Regions from separate parts of the Mus musculus genome. Here regions 1, 2 and 3 are each linked to region 4. Evidence: chromatin contacts called from public Hi-C and promoter capture Hi-C data. All regions are on one chromosome and are shown on one strand. The core of a region is the stretch at or near the end of the contact, and the rest is flanking DNA. Distances in the headings are between cores, read along the strand shown.

Evidence for each region. Promoter capture Hi-C pulls out the DNA fragments that hold promoters and counts their contacts. A called contact is a pair of places that touch in the nucleus more often than the background predicts. Capture Hi-C pulls out chosen DNA fragments and counts their contacts.
Region 1: a contact with region 4 is called in a promoter capture Hi-C map of adipose tissue. The contact joins the promoter of Dpcd here to the promoter of Sfxn3 in region 4. A contact is called at or near these places in 2 of 484 Hi-C or Micro-C datasets (LSK cells and embryonic stem cells), 7 of 115 datasets of contacts at active chromatin or transcription factors (SST interneurons, bone marrow-derived macrophages, extraembryonic endoderm stem cells and 4 more) and 4 of 9 other capture datasets (adipose tissue, embryonic stem cells, liver and 1 more).
Region 2: a Hi-C map of muscle stem cells shows a contact between it and region 4, with 2.4 times the contacts expected there. The contact joins the promoter of Scd1 here to the promoter of Sfxn3 in region 4. A contact is called at or near these places in 1 of 39 promoter capture datasets (stem cell-derived epiblast-like cells), 1 of 484 Hi-C or Micro-C datasets (muscle stem cells) and 1 of 115 datasets of contacts at active chromatin or transcription factors (pancreatic cancer cells).
Region 3: a contact with region 4 is called in a promoter capture Hi-C map of erythroid cells, with 8 times the contacts expected there. The contact joins the promoter of Fbxw4 here to the promoter of Sfxn3 in region 4. A contact is called at or near these places in 4 of 39 promoter capture datasets (the 3T3-L1 cell line, cranial neural crest and erythroid cells), 3 of 115 datasets of contacts at active chromatin or transcription factors (astrocytes, microglia and pancreatic cancer cells) and 1 of 9 other capture datasets (adipose tissue).

What each region holds. Positions count from the first base shown.
Region 1 is chr19:45,559,148-45,561,873 of GRCm38.p6, forward strand. It overlaps Dpcd (deleted in primary ciliary dyskinesia), which reads left to right and starts at 1,438. Exons shown (of 6, transcript NM_172639.3): 1 at 1,438-1,560. The coding sequence starts at 1,497. It overlaps Poll (polymerase (DNA directed), lambda), which reads right to left and starts at 1,417. Exons shown (of 9, transcript NM_020032.3): 1 at 1,339-1,417; 2 at 433-569. The coding sequence starts at 544.
Region 2 is chr19:44,406,184-44,409,076 of GRCm38.p6, forward strand. Scd1 (stearoyl-Coenzyme A desaturase 1) reads right to left here and starts at 1,526. Exons shown (of 6, transcript NM_009127.4): 1 at 1,203-1,526; 2 at 304-577. The coding sequence starts at 1,226.
Region 3 is chr19:45,658,928-45,661,761 of GRCm38.p6, forward strand. It overlaps Fbxw4 (F-box and WD-40 domain protein 4), which reads right to left and starts at 1,266. Exons shown (of 9, transcript NM_013907.2): 1 at 849-1,266. The coding sequence starts at 1,102.
Region 4 is chr19:45,046,253-45,049,205 of GRCm38.p6, forward strand. It overlaps Sfxn3 (sideroflexin 3), which reads left to right and starts at 1,324. Exons shown (of 11, transcript NM_053197.4): 1 at 1,324-1,638; 2 at 2,852-2,953. The coding sequence starts at 2,855. It also overlaps a transcript of Pdzd7 not described here.

The sequences.
Region 1 (2,726 bases), core at 188-2,687, 510 kb after region 4:
TTCCTGCCATCCAGAGAACAAAATACCTTCAAAGAATTCTACCGCAAACGTACAACAAACTTCCTTTTTTTGGGGGGGGGTGGTTAGTTTCAAGACAGGGTTTCTCTGTGTAGCCCTGGCTGTTCTGGAACTCACTCTGTAGACCAGGCTGGCCTCGAACTCAGAAATCTGCCTGCCTCTGCTTCCCAAGTGCTGGGATTAAAGGCTAAAGGCTTGCTTGCTAGCGATACCCCCCAGGGGTTTTTTGTTTTTGTTTTTGCTTTTGTTTTGTTTTGTTTTTTTCAGCAAACTTCCTTTTTTGTTGTTTTGTTTTGCTTTTCGAGTTTGAGGCCAACCTGATCTTGGCCACAGGTTAGGTCACTTCTGTTAATCTGACTCTAGCTGAAAACAAGAAGGCTGAACGTTCCAGTGTGTGAGGGTGGACCGGCTCACCTCTAGCTTCTCCCACCTCCCTTTTGGGAATCTTTGCAAGTGCTTTTGAAGATAGATCTGCATGACTTTTCTTCCGCTTGGGAAAGGCCTTCACGATGCCCTGAGGGTCCATTGAAGGGCGCTGGATCCTGGCCTTTCTGTTAAAGGATTGAGAGCCAGCCCTTAATAATTTGGCATAGAGGTGGGGTTTAGGGGTAACAGGTCCCTTTCTCAGAGGTCTCGGAAACCCCAGTTAAACTTAAGTGATTTAATCCGAGTGCCACACACACATACCAGCCTTTCAACCCTAGTCGTACTGAGGGAAGCCAGGGAAAGGTTGGGATTCTTGTGGGTGTAGGGGAGGTGTGGATCGAAAGGAAACAACATGGGGTGGGGGTGGGGGGAGGAATATAGCGCAGAGTCAGCCTCTGCGTCCCCTTCCAAGAGACTTTTCCAAAATGATGACGGGTTTGGGAACCGGACTACATCTTTAGGAGAGTCTTCATCTCCCCAACGAATTGGAGTCTAAGGGACATGTCACATAAACCTCGCATCATCTTTCTCTAGCCTCAATGTGCATTCGCAGAAGAAAACCTGGGGAGTGAGGCTTCAGGGAAAGTTGTGGGCACGCTGCGCACCTGTCCCTGTCGCAGCAGCCCCATCGCGCGGGTCTGAGCCCCGCAGCTGCAGGGAGGTGGAGTGCAGCCGCAGCAGATGTAGGGAGCCCTCACAGCTGGAGGTGGGCAAGACCGAAGCAGACGTGCCACATCCACTGTGAGCAGCTGGTGTGAACCAGGGACTCCCAGCTGGGGCCAGAAGAGAGTTGGTGCTGGATCCCTAAAAGTTCTGGGAGCATCCCCACCCCACCCGGCCCCAGGACCGGTCCAAAGTAGGTTAGAATCTCCCGGCAAAGAGAAATAAACTCACCATGGGAGCCAATGAAAACGGATTGGGGGAGGAAGGGGTAGAGGGGAAAAAAAAAAAAAAAAATCAGTTCCCAGAATACTTCCCGGGTCATCCGGAAGTGATCATCGGTCGGGTAGTTGCCATGGCAGTGGCCCGGCGCGTTCCTGGGCGGAGGGAAGATGGCGGTGACTAGCTGGTTGGAGGTTTTGCGGTCGGCCGAGAAGACGGCACTGCTGCAGGATGGTAACTCGAGACCCCTCGTCCTTCCCCCCAGGGCGGGCTCTATGCGCCCGCTCCCCCAGGGAGGGCCTCAGCCTGGGTGGGCAGAGCTGGACCTGTCGCAGCAGCCTACAGCCATGCCAGCTTCCTGCTTTTGCAGAGGAAACCGGCCCAGGGAGATGACCCGAGTGGAACCCAAGTCTTTGGTCACCCACCTCAAGAGTTCCTTATATCATCTCTCCCCGCTCAGAGTTTTGTTGGTATTTCCCAATAATTCATTTTACATTCATCATCGTCCCTCAGGGCTGTACCAAGAGGCTAATTCTGCACCCCATTTGACTGACGAGGAAACTGAAACCCAGGAAGGTTTTAGACCAAACCCAGGTTTTGCAGATAATCAGGTATAATTCGTCATCTGGGATCCATGCAGCTCAATTTGGGGGTCCTATTGATGACAGCAGCCCCAATGGCATAGAAAGGAGACACCAGGGTTTTAGATCAACTCTAACATCGATTCACCTCTTCAGTTGTTAGGACCCCATTTTCTTCAATTATAAAATGAAGTGGGTGGGCTACCAGTGTTGTTTCTAAGGTCCTTGTTTTCTTTTTCTTTTCTTTCTTTTTTTTATTTTAAAGATTTATTTATTTTTTTATTATATGTAAGTACACTGTAGCTGTCTTCAGACACACCAGAAGAGGGAGTCAGATCTCGTTACGGATGGTTGTGAGCCACCATGTGGTTGCCGGGATTTGAACTCAGGACCTTCAGAAGAGCAGTCGGGTGCTCTTACCTGTTGAGCCATCTCACCAGCCCAGGTCCTTGTTTTCTAACTATGTTTTGTTTATGATGTGGATTTTAAATTGCCCCCTGATCTTTAGGGGAGATAGAGCAAGGGCTAAGGTCTAAATGACTAAGAACAGGAGCTTGAGATGTCAGCTTTTCCTCATCCTGCAAGTGGCCAGTTTAAGTGCCCTGTGCCCCTGAGGTCTTTCACAGACCCACCCACCTGGCAGCCAGGGTGCCTTAGGTCTGAATTCCTGAGGCTTTAAAGCTAACAGCTAGCTTTAAAACATCCACAGGCAGGTGCCTGAAGTTTACAGAAATTAAAATCAGGTTTCATTTGCTCCTACCCTACAGCATTTAGGGAACCCATTGCCATGTGCCAAATTCTGTGCTAGAGCAGATAGAA
Region 2 (2,893 bases), core at 276-2,775, 640 kb before region 4:
GGGATTTCCCATGCCTCTCAGGTAGGGCTGGGTTCTCTTGGGTCAGGTGGGGCCAGGATGCACAGCTTAAGCAAGCGTCTCATACAGAAAAGCTTGTTCAGAGAGAGTTGCTTCTCTGCCTCAGGTAGACCCCTCCCAGTCTCCTGCACAGGGACTCAGTATTCATGTTAAGTCCCACAAGGAACCAGAAAAAAAGGCTGGGGAAATCTGAACAGAGCAGCCACTGCCTTGGGTCAGAGGGTACCTTATTAGAGAGCAAAGAGAAATCTGAGGCACTGGCCCAAGACAAGGGGCGCTGCTCACCGAAGAGGCAGGTGTAGAGCTTGCAGGAGGGAACCAGTATGATCCCGTACAGGCCTCCCAAGTGCAGCAGGACCATGAGAATGATGTTCCTCCAGACGTACTCCAGCTTGGGCGGGGGTCCCTCCTCATCCTGATAGGTGGGGTCGTGAATATCTTCTTTCATTTCAGGACGGATGTCTTCTTCCAGGTGGAGGGGCACCGTCTTCACCTTCTCTCGTTCATTTCCGGAGGGAGGTGCAGTGATGGTGGTGGTGGTCGTGTAAGAACTGGAGATCTGCAAAGAAAAAATTCAGTCGGGGGAGGCCGATCTGTGGGGCTCTCTCTCTCTGTCTCTCTCTGTGTGTTGTGTGTGTGAGAGAGAGAGAGAGAGAGAAATAGGAAAGAAGAATGAAACATTTATAGCCTCAGTAACACACAAAGGGATCCCCGTGTAAGTTATACAAGTATCGGTAGGACGGGCTTTTCTTTAAAGCAGCGGTTCTTAACCTGTGTCTCACGCTCAGCCCCTTTGGGGGTCAAATGTCCCTTTCAGAGGGGCAGCCCAAGACCATCGGAAAACAGATATTTACATTACGATTCAAAACAGTACCAAAATTAAAGTTATGAAGTAGCAACGAAATCATTTTATGGTTGGGGGGGAGGGGGTCACCACAACATGAAAAACTGTAGTAAATAAAGGATCGCAGCATCTTGAAAATTGAGAACCGCTGCTTTAAAGCTAAAGGCACGAAAGTTGGGACTCATCTGCCCAAATTACAATCTACACCTCTCAACCAACCGGTCACGTCAGAATTCGAGAAAGCCCAGTAGTCCGGAGAACTCTCAACTTTCTCCTCCCGGGACCAGTCACCTAGCTGCGTGGCCAGTGCAAGGAGCGAGGGCCGCTTCTGGAAGCTCACCTCTTGGAGCATGTGGGCCGGCATGATGATAGTCAGTTGCTCGCCTCACTTTCCCAGTGCTGAGATCGAGCGTGGACTTCGGTTCCGGAGCCCGTTGGTGTAGGCGAGTGGCGGAACTGCGCTTGGAAACCTGCCCTCCTGACTCTCGGGATGGGTGTTCAGCCCGGTCTGGCTGTGCACAGATCTCCCTGGGCTGGGATTTTAAAGGGTAGAGCAGGCGATGGGATGACCGTGTTCAGTATTTCCTCAGCCCCCTTTTATCGGCTGCCAGCAAAGGGTAAAGAGCGCAGAGATAGCTAGCCAAGGAAGCCAGGCGTGGAGGTGAGGGAGGGAGGGAGGGAGGGAGGGAGGAAGGGAGGGAGGGAGGGAGGGAGGGAGAGAGAGAGGGCGGGACCAAGAACGGGAAAGAAAGCCAAGTAGATTCCAGAGTAGACCTTGGAGGCGCCGGGATGCTGAAGGCATCAACAGGGCGCGCTGCTCCAACCCCCTGCCTGGGGATAAATGCTAATGTGCCTCCTGTGAAGCCCGTCTTGTCATTGGCCAAAGAGAATTTGGTGCCACCTTGTCCTGCCTTTTCCATTGGCTAGGCGCAATCTGCTGTTCCCTCTGCCTCTAGCTTCTCGCTCTCTCCTCCCCTCTTTTTCTCCTTATCCTCTTTGCTGTGGGCTGATGGGTGACTTTTCTTTAAGAGCAGGATAACGTGATTCCAAGTAGGAATTGTGTGCAAGCCTAGGACTTTGGTCTGGCGCTTAGCAAATGGTTCACTGGGGAAATCGCATCGAAAGAAGTGAGGAAGACACTGGCTACCGCCACTCACAACTCGGTCTAACTTCACATCTACCCCCACTTCCAGGCACCAGCAAAGAGAAACCCCGGGAGACTGGGATATGAGGGTGCGCCCAGGGCTCTGACCCGGGAAAACAATAGTGTATCCCTTCAGCCAGCATCCGGTTGCTGCTGCGTTCTTGACAGCACACGCTGAGTTACAACTGCACTCACTCATTGGGCTCCGTCTGCCGGGGACCGCCTCTGCTGGGAGCCAGAGCCCAATCCTAGCTGCTTCTCCTCAAACGGGACGGGACGTTTGAGAGCTCCTTAGATCCTCACGTTGAGATTCCAAGAAAAGGGACTAAGGAATCAAAGGGCCTGAGTGTGCGGTGCGAATAGCAAACAGGCACTTTGCGATCCCTAAGAAGTCTCAAGAATTTCCTTTTTGTTGAACCCACACTGACCCTGAGCAGTAGGTATTCCTTGGTACTTACTGTTATTGGTTTCTTTTTAGACAAGGTCTCTGAAGCTCTGACTGTCCTGGAACTCACAGTGTAGACCAAACTGGCCTCAAGCTTCATAGATCTGTGTCTGCCTTTGAGCTGGGTCCAGCTCCTCGGTCTTTTTAAAAAGGAAGTGAAATTTAAAAGAGTTGAGGTTACCTGTGGTCACGCTTAGCCAGTGTATGGTGGAGCTAGGAATTGAGTATCAGATGAGTGGCTCAAAGGTAAAGGCAGGCCTGGCATGGTGGCGCATGCCTTTAATCCCAGCACTCAGGAGGCAGAGGCAGGCGGATTTCTGAGTTCAAGGCCAGCCTGGTCTACAAGGTGAGTTCCAGGACAGCCAGGGCTACACAAAGAAACTCTGTCTCAAAAAGCCAAATGCAGCCTGGTCTACATAGTGAGTTCTTTTCTTTTTTTCCT
Region 3 (2,834 bases), core at 16-2,515, 610 kb after region 4:
AGGAGTGCATCAAATGATCATTTCTTACGGTTTTTTAAAACTTTATTATATTCGCATATGTTACAACAAAGCAAGAGCAGGGTGCAGTCTGAAAGCGTTTATCCTGACCAGTTCTGTGACTGTCATACACGCTCTCCCCTTCCTGTTTAACAGCCTGAGTGTTTTAGGAATGGTTTGCATCCACGGGTCTCAGATATTACTAGGTCAAACTGCCTATCTTGGATACCGCCTACCCCAAATCCAACTTGATGCCTCACACAGACATCTTTTGTGGGTCCTTCCACCTGAATTAAGTCCTAAAATAGGTTGACAATGGAACTGAAAGGTTTTTTTGTTTGTTTTTGTTTTTGTTTTTTTAAGGTTCTGAGCCCTTTTCTGCACATTTAATTTGATCTGAGCCCTGAAACCTAACAACCTTTGAGAGGGTGGGCAGGACGAAAGGCCACAAAAACCACGTTGGTGGACCTGGGCCTGGGCCCTAGAACCAGCAGGAGTCACCCTTCAGGTCCTGTCTGTCGCACAGGACACAGGGCAAGGAACCCAGGGAGCCAAACCTTTGGGAATACTCATTTTAGGATGGCTAACTGTGAGTAGCCGCCCACGGGGGAGGGTGCCGACTGAGGAATGCTCTCCGGAAGTTTCCTCGGGTTGGGGAATCTTGAAGAGGGGTGACACCAGTATTCCTCGAGGGTGCTGGGGGAGGGGAGAGGGAGGGGGTGGGGGGCAAGTCTGGGCTTCAGTATTCCGGGTGCCACACGGTCCCGAGCCGACCAGGCCTCGGCGCCCCGCCCTTTCCCAGGACGCTGGCCGGCCCGGGGCGGGGAGCGGGCGGGCGAGCGGGCGCTTACAGGTCGGTGCCGAGCCGCGTGAAGCCGGTGTTGAGCGAGGCCCGGGCTATCGGGCGCCAGAGCAGGTCGCAGCTGGTGAAGCGCCGCAGCCAGCGGCAGACTTGGGCCAGGCGGCCGAGGGCCCGCGTGTCGAGGTAGGAGCAGATGAGCAGCAGCAGCTCCTCCGGCAGGCGCCAGAGCGCGGGCCCCGCGGCCGGACGGGTGGCCGGCTCCACGGCCGCCGCTGCGGCATCCTCCGCCGCGTCCTCCGCCATGGCCGTCCGGGTTCCCGGGATGCCGCCGCACGCCTGAGGTCCCTGCTCCTGTCCTCTCTCCAGGCTGTCGTCCTCCCGCCGCCCGGCCCCGACCCTCCGCTCCTCCTTCCCCGGCTCTGCGCTGCCCTCATCCCGCTTCCCGGAGCTTCTCGGCCTTTCCTCCTCGCCTCCCTCGCCTTCCTGTCCCCGGCCTGCCTCAGCCGCCGGCCCCGCTGCCTTCCTCTCCGGCTGCAGGCCCGGCTTTCCTTCCGCCCCGCTTCCTCTTCCGCCGTGCCCGGTACCTGCTTTCCCCTTCCCTTTCCCTTTCCCTTGCTTTCCCCGCGCGACCCTCGCCTCCTGCAGTTTCCTCGCCTCCCCGCCCTCGCCTTCCCTGGGCCCGCGGTTCCCGGGGGGACCCGAGCGGCCCTGGCTGCTCATGAGCGGCCGCGGGGCCGGCTCGACGCACAGCCGAAGACGCCACCGCCTCCTCGAGAGGAGGCGACACCACGTCGGACCGGGTCACATGGGGCGGCGCGGGCCCAAGCCGAGACCCGCCCCTCACGCCTGTATTTCGGGGTGCGAACCCCAACCTGGTCACTGACATCCCCATCTTCTGGAGCACCAGGAACATCTAGTTGAAGCGTGTGTCTTCAAGACCGGATGGAGAAAGCGAGCTTGATGGCTCTCGTCTGTGATCCCGGCATGAGGCTAAGGCAGGAGGATGGCCATGAGTTCAAGGCCGGCCTGGCCTACAGAGCAAGAGACTGTCCAAATTAAAAAGACAGAGACAGACAGACAGACAGATTGCTGAAAGGTTCACAGAAAACTCCCACCTACGTCACAAGAGGAGCCTGTGGCTTCAGGAACTATCAAAGTTGAGCCTCTGCCCTCAAGGGGCCTTTTGGTCCCATGAGGCTTCCTCTTCCCCAGGTTGATGCCTTCTTTCCACAAGCCACAAACCAGATTCTTAAAAAAATGCAAGCCAGACGTTAGAAAGTTCCATTGCCCTTGGTCTCACGAAGGATGTCAACCAAGGTCCTGTAGGTTGTCCCAGTATGATTCGACAACAATGAGGGAGGTAAAACCAACCTTCTAGATCCTGAGTCCGCAGCTCCCAAACGAAGCAGCACGTGGCCAAGCAGGGGTTTTTTAGTAGCCGTTACATAGGCAGAGCTGAATCTACAAGATTACTAGGGATCCGTTTCCCATACCACCCACTGGATCCACCTGAACCAATCTAAGCTTCAGAAGTACAGATCGATGCTGTCCCATTGGATCTGTGGGGCCACTTTAATCACATGTGGCTTCTTTCTGTGTGTGTGAAAGGCAGGGTCTCCAGGTCTGAGCGTGCTGTAAGCATAAGTGAGGTACACAGCTGATTTTGAAGAGCTAGACAGGAAAAAGAATGTGAGATGTCTTACATAATTCTAAACTACATGTTAATTATTAGTAGTCTGGACATACTGAACTGAATTCAGTATATTTCGTATAATTGTTAGAAATCTTTGTATTCCGTGTTATTTCTCTATTAGACAGCACTTAGGAAGTAAGACTTAGGAGAGCCAGGCGTGGTAGAACATGCTAATAGTCCCAGAGCTGAGGAGCCAGAGGCAGGCAGATCTCAGGCCAGCCAGGGCTACATACTGAGACCCTGTCTCCAAAAGGGGGGAAAAAGGCAAAATAAGTTTCCTTTTCTTGACTCTATATAAGAACCAAGGAGTGGTGGGACACACCTGTAATCCCAGCACTTTAG
Region 4 (2,953 bases), core at 74-2,573:
TTACTGCAGCATCTTTCCTGTGTGTATATGTATATGGGTAGGGGCTAGCCTCCCGAGCTGGACTTCAGGACCTGGGATAGCTGCGGTCGAGCTTGCCCCCCACCGCCACCCCCAGGTGAATGTCAGGCTCCAGGCTGCAGTTGTGAGTCTAAAGTCGCTGCAAGACTCTATCCCAGGACTGAGTGATCTTCTGGAGAGAGCCCCACAAATCGCTAGTGCAAAACCAGGGGTCACGCCCTCTAGAGCATTTCTGTAAACCAAAAAACAGACTCCCCCATGTAGGACCTCCTGCCTCGCTACCTCTAGGACTTGGCCACCTCACCTGGTCCCGTGTGCCGCCGCTGCCCTTGTCGCCCGCTGGCGGGCGCGATACAGTGAACTAAGGACCCCGCCCACGCTCCGCGCAGCTGCTGGAATAGAGCTACCCTGCGCGGTCCTGGGATCCCATTGGCTGCTGAGACCGCCAGTCATTCTCTTCTAGCACCTTTGGTAGCCTGTCCGGATTGTAGCTTCTCACCTGTCTGATACCTCTGGGCTCTGCCCGCCCCAACTCTGAACCCCAACTGGTCGTTGGAACCCAGGCTCTGGAACTGGCTGGGTTCCACTGGCTACTAGAATCACGTCTTCTCCGGGCCACGCTAGCTTCCTGAAATTGCCATCCCTTCCGTAGTCATCCCTAAGGTCTCTGTGGGAGAATGTCACAAACGAAAGAGCTGAACCTGAGCCTGAGATCAGCAGGAAGGAAAGCTGGAACATGGCTGTGTCGCCGCTGTGCCCTGGGTGCTGATGGATAAGGGATGTGTGTGTGTAATGCCTTCTTCACCTTCGGAGACACCCTGTTCTGGAAAGGCCGCACGATACAGCAGCTGATCCCAGGCCACTAGGAGAAGAATCTTTCTGATGCGCCTGCTTGGATGCAGGCAGAGATCACGGGAAACTTTGGCCGTGCACATCCCTAGGACTGGGGCGTCAGTTTGTGTACGGATAAGTGTTGGGGGTACAAAAAATTGCTGGCACAGTGGAGCTGGGGATTAGGTGGCAAAGGGGACTGGGAACACAAAAGGGGCACAGATACCACAACAATGTGGCTGGAAAGAGATGCGAATGACGAGGATCTGCAAAAGGAGCCTCTAAGACCTGGAGTAGCAGACCAGGGTGCAAGCAAGGAGAGTCCATTGCCAAGGCAGCAATCAAGTAAACAAGCAGTAATCCGAATCCCTCCGGGCGTTGCACCCTCAGAGGCCCGCCCTCCACGCCGCTCACCCGCACCCAGTGCACCTAGACTGGGTGCTGCGGGGGTGGGTGCCTCCAGAGGCAAGCTAAGGGACTGCAAGCGAAGGAGGCAAGTGGGGCGGCTCCTCCCCTTTTCTCCCTGGTTGGGAAGGAGGCCAGAATTGCTTCCCAGGACTGGGTCGGGTTTGGTCTCAACGGCCTGGTCTGGGAGAATCACTCTGGACATCCACTGTCTCGGAACTCTGCCAAGAGGGGGGGTGGGTCAGGCGAACGAGCTCAGGGAGCCCCCGCCCTTCCCTGCTGCTCAGCGTCACGCGTGACGTCTCGGTGATGGCTGGGAGGAAAGCGGAGAGCGGTGAGGAAGGCGGGTCTGAGAGCTTCTAGAGGCTGAAAACCCCGGAAAGCGTGAGTGCCTGCTGCCTTGGGAATCAGCAAAGTGGAGGGGTGAGGGCTTGGGCTCAGAACAGAAGGCTTGCCTTGAGAGAGGTGCTCTCTCTTATGGGAATTCCATATTGCGTGGTCTGTTAGGATCTGTAGGGCACAAGGAGGGGTTGGTTGAGGCTGTGTGTTAGGCATGCTTTCAAATGTCTGCAACTGATAGATATGGCTGAGCGTGTGTGTGTGTGTGTGTGTGTGTGTGTGTGTGTGTGTGTGTAACGGTACTCTGGTTGGTTGACTAGTGTATACAGTGTGACTCTAACCTGTTTGTGTGCTGGGGAGGGCGTGCCTGTCTTTGTGTATAAGTATGTGAAAGTCGGGTGGGGACGGTGTCTACTGTGAGGGAGGAAGTGGGGTTGGAGGGTATTAGTCACTCTGCAGGATTTTTGCCTAACACAGCCAGATGGCTGTTCTTGGCATTCCTTTTTGTGCTGGGCGGAGGGGCATCCATTGAATCTCGCCCTTTCCTGAGGTTTTTCTGAGGCTCAGAGAGAGTTGGGTGGGTGCCTGCGTCAGTTCTATTCAACCCAGGACCAGGGAGAGCCCGGAGTTATTGTGTAGGAGTGGAAGCAAGTGGGTTTGAGGAGGCTATGTGGGTGCTCACATGTTCACAAATGGCTGCCACTCCAGTGCTGTTTGAGATCTGGTACGGATCAGCCCTCAGGTGCCTAATGTCTCCTCCAATCAGGGGCTTGAGTGTGGGCTGCCTTCTGTCATTTTTCCAAACAGCCTTGGAAGTTTTTATCTAAGTCTTGGGGCAGCTGGGGCCTGAAGCTGGAAAGGGCTTGGGTGTGTTATCCATGTTCTGTGCTCCTATAGCAGGAGCTCAAGATAGCTGCCCCAGATTAGCTGCTGCTGGGGAATCACACACACACACACACACACACACACACACACACACACACACACACTCACACACACGTAAATCTGGCATCAGGCCACAGCGTCAGGAAAGCTATATTCTTGGTTCTGGTCTTCCCTCCGGCTCTTAAGTGGCTGTATGTTCCTGGCTAAAACACTACCTAGGGAACAACTCCTCCCCCACCCTTGTTTATGGATCTGGAGTGACCTTGAGCACCTGCAAGCACTGGTCAGTTTCTGGGGCCAAGGCAGAGCCACCAAAGTGTCTCCCAAGTGAAGGAAGTCCTTGGACCTGACCCTTATTCTTGCTACCTTGCAGAAGATGGGTGACCTGCCCTTAAATATCAACATCCAGGAACCTCGGTGGGACCAAAGCACATTTCTAGGCAGAGCCCGGCATTTCTTCACAGTCACTGATCCC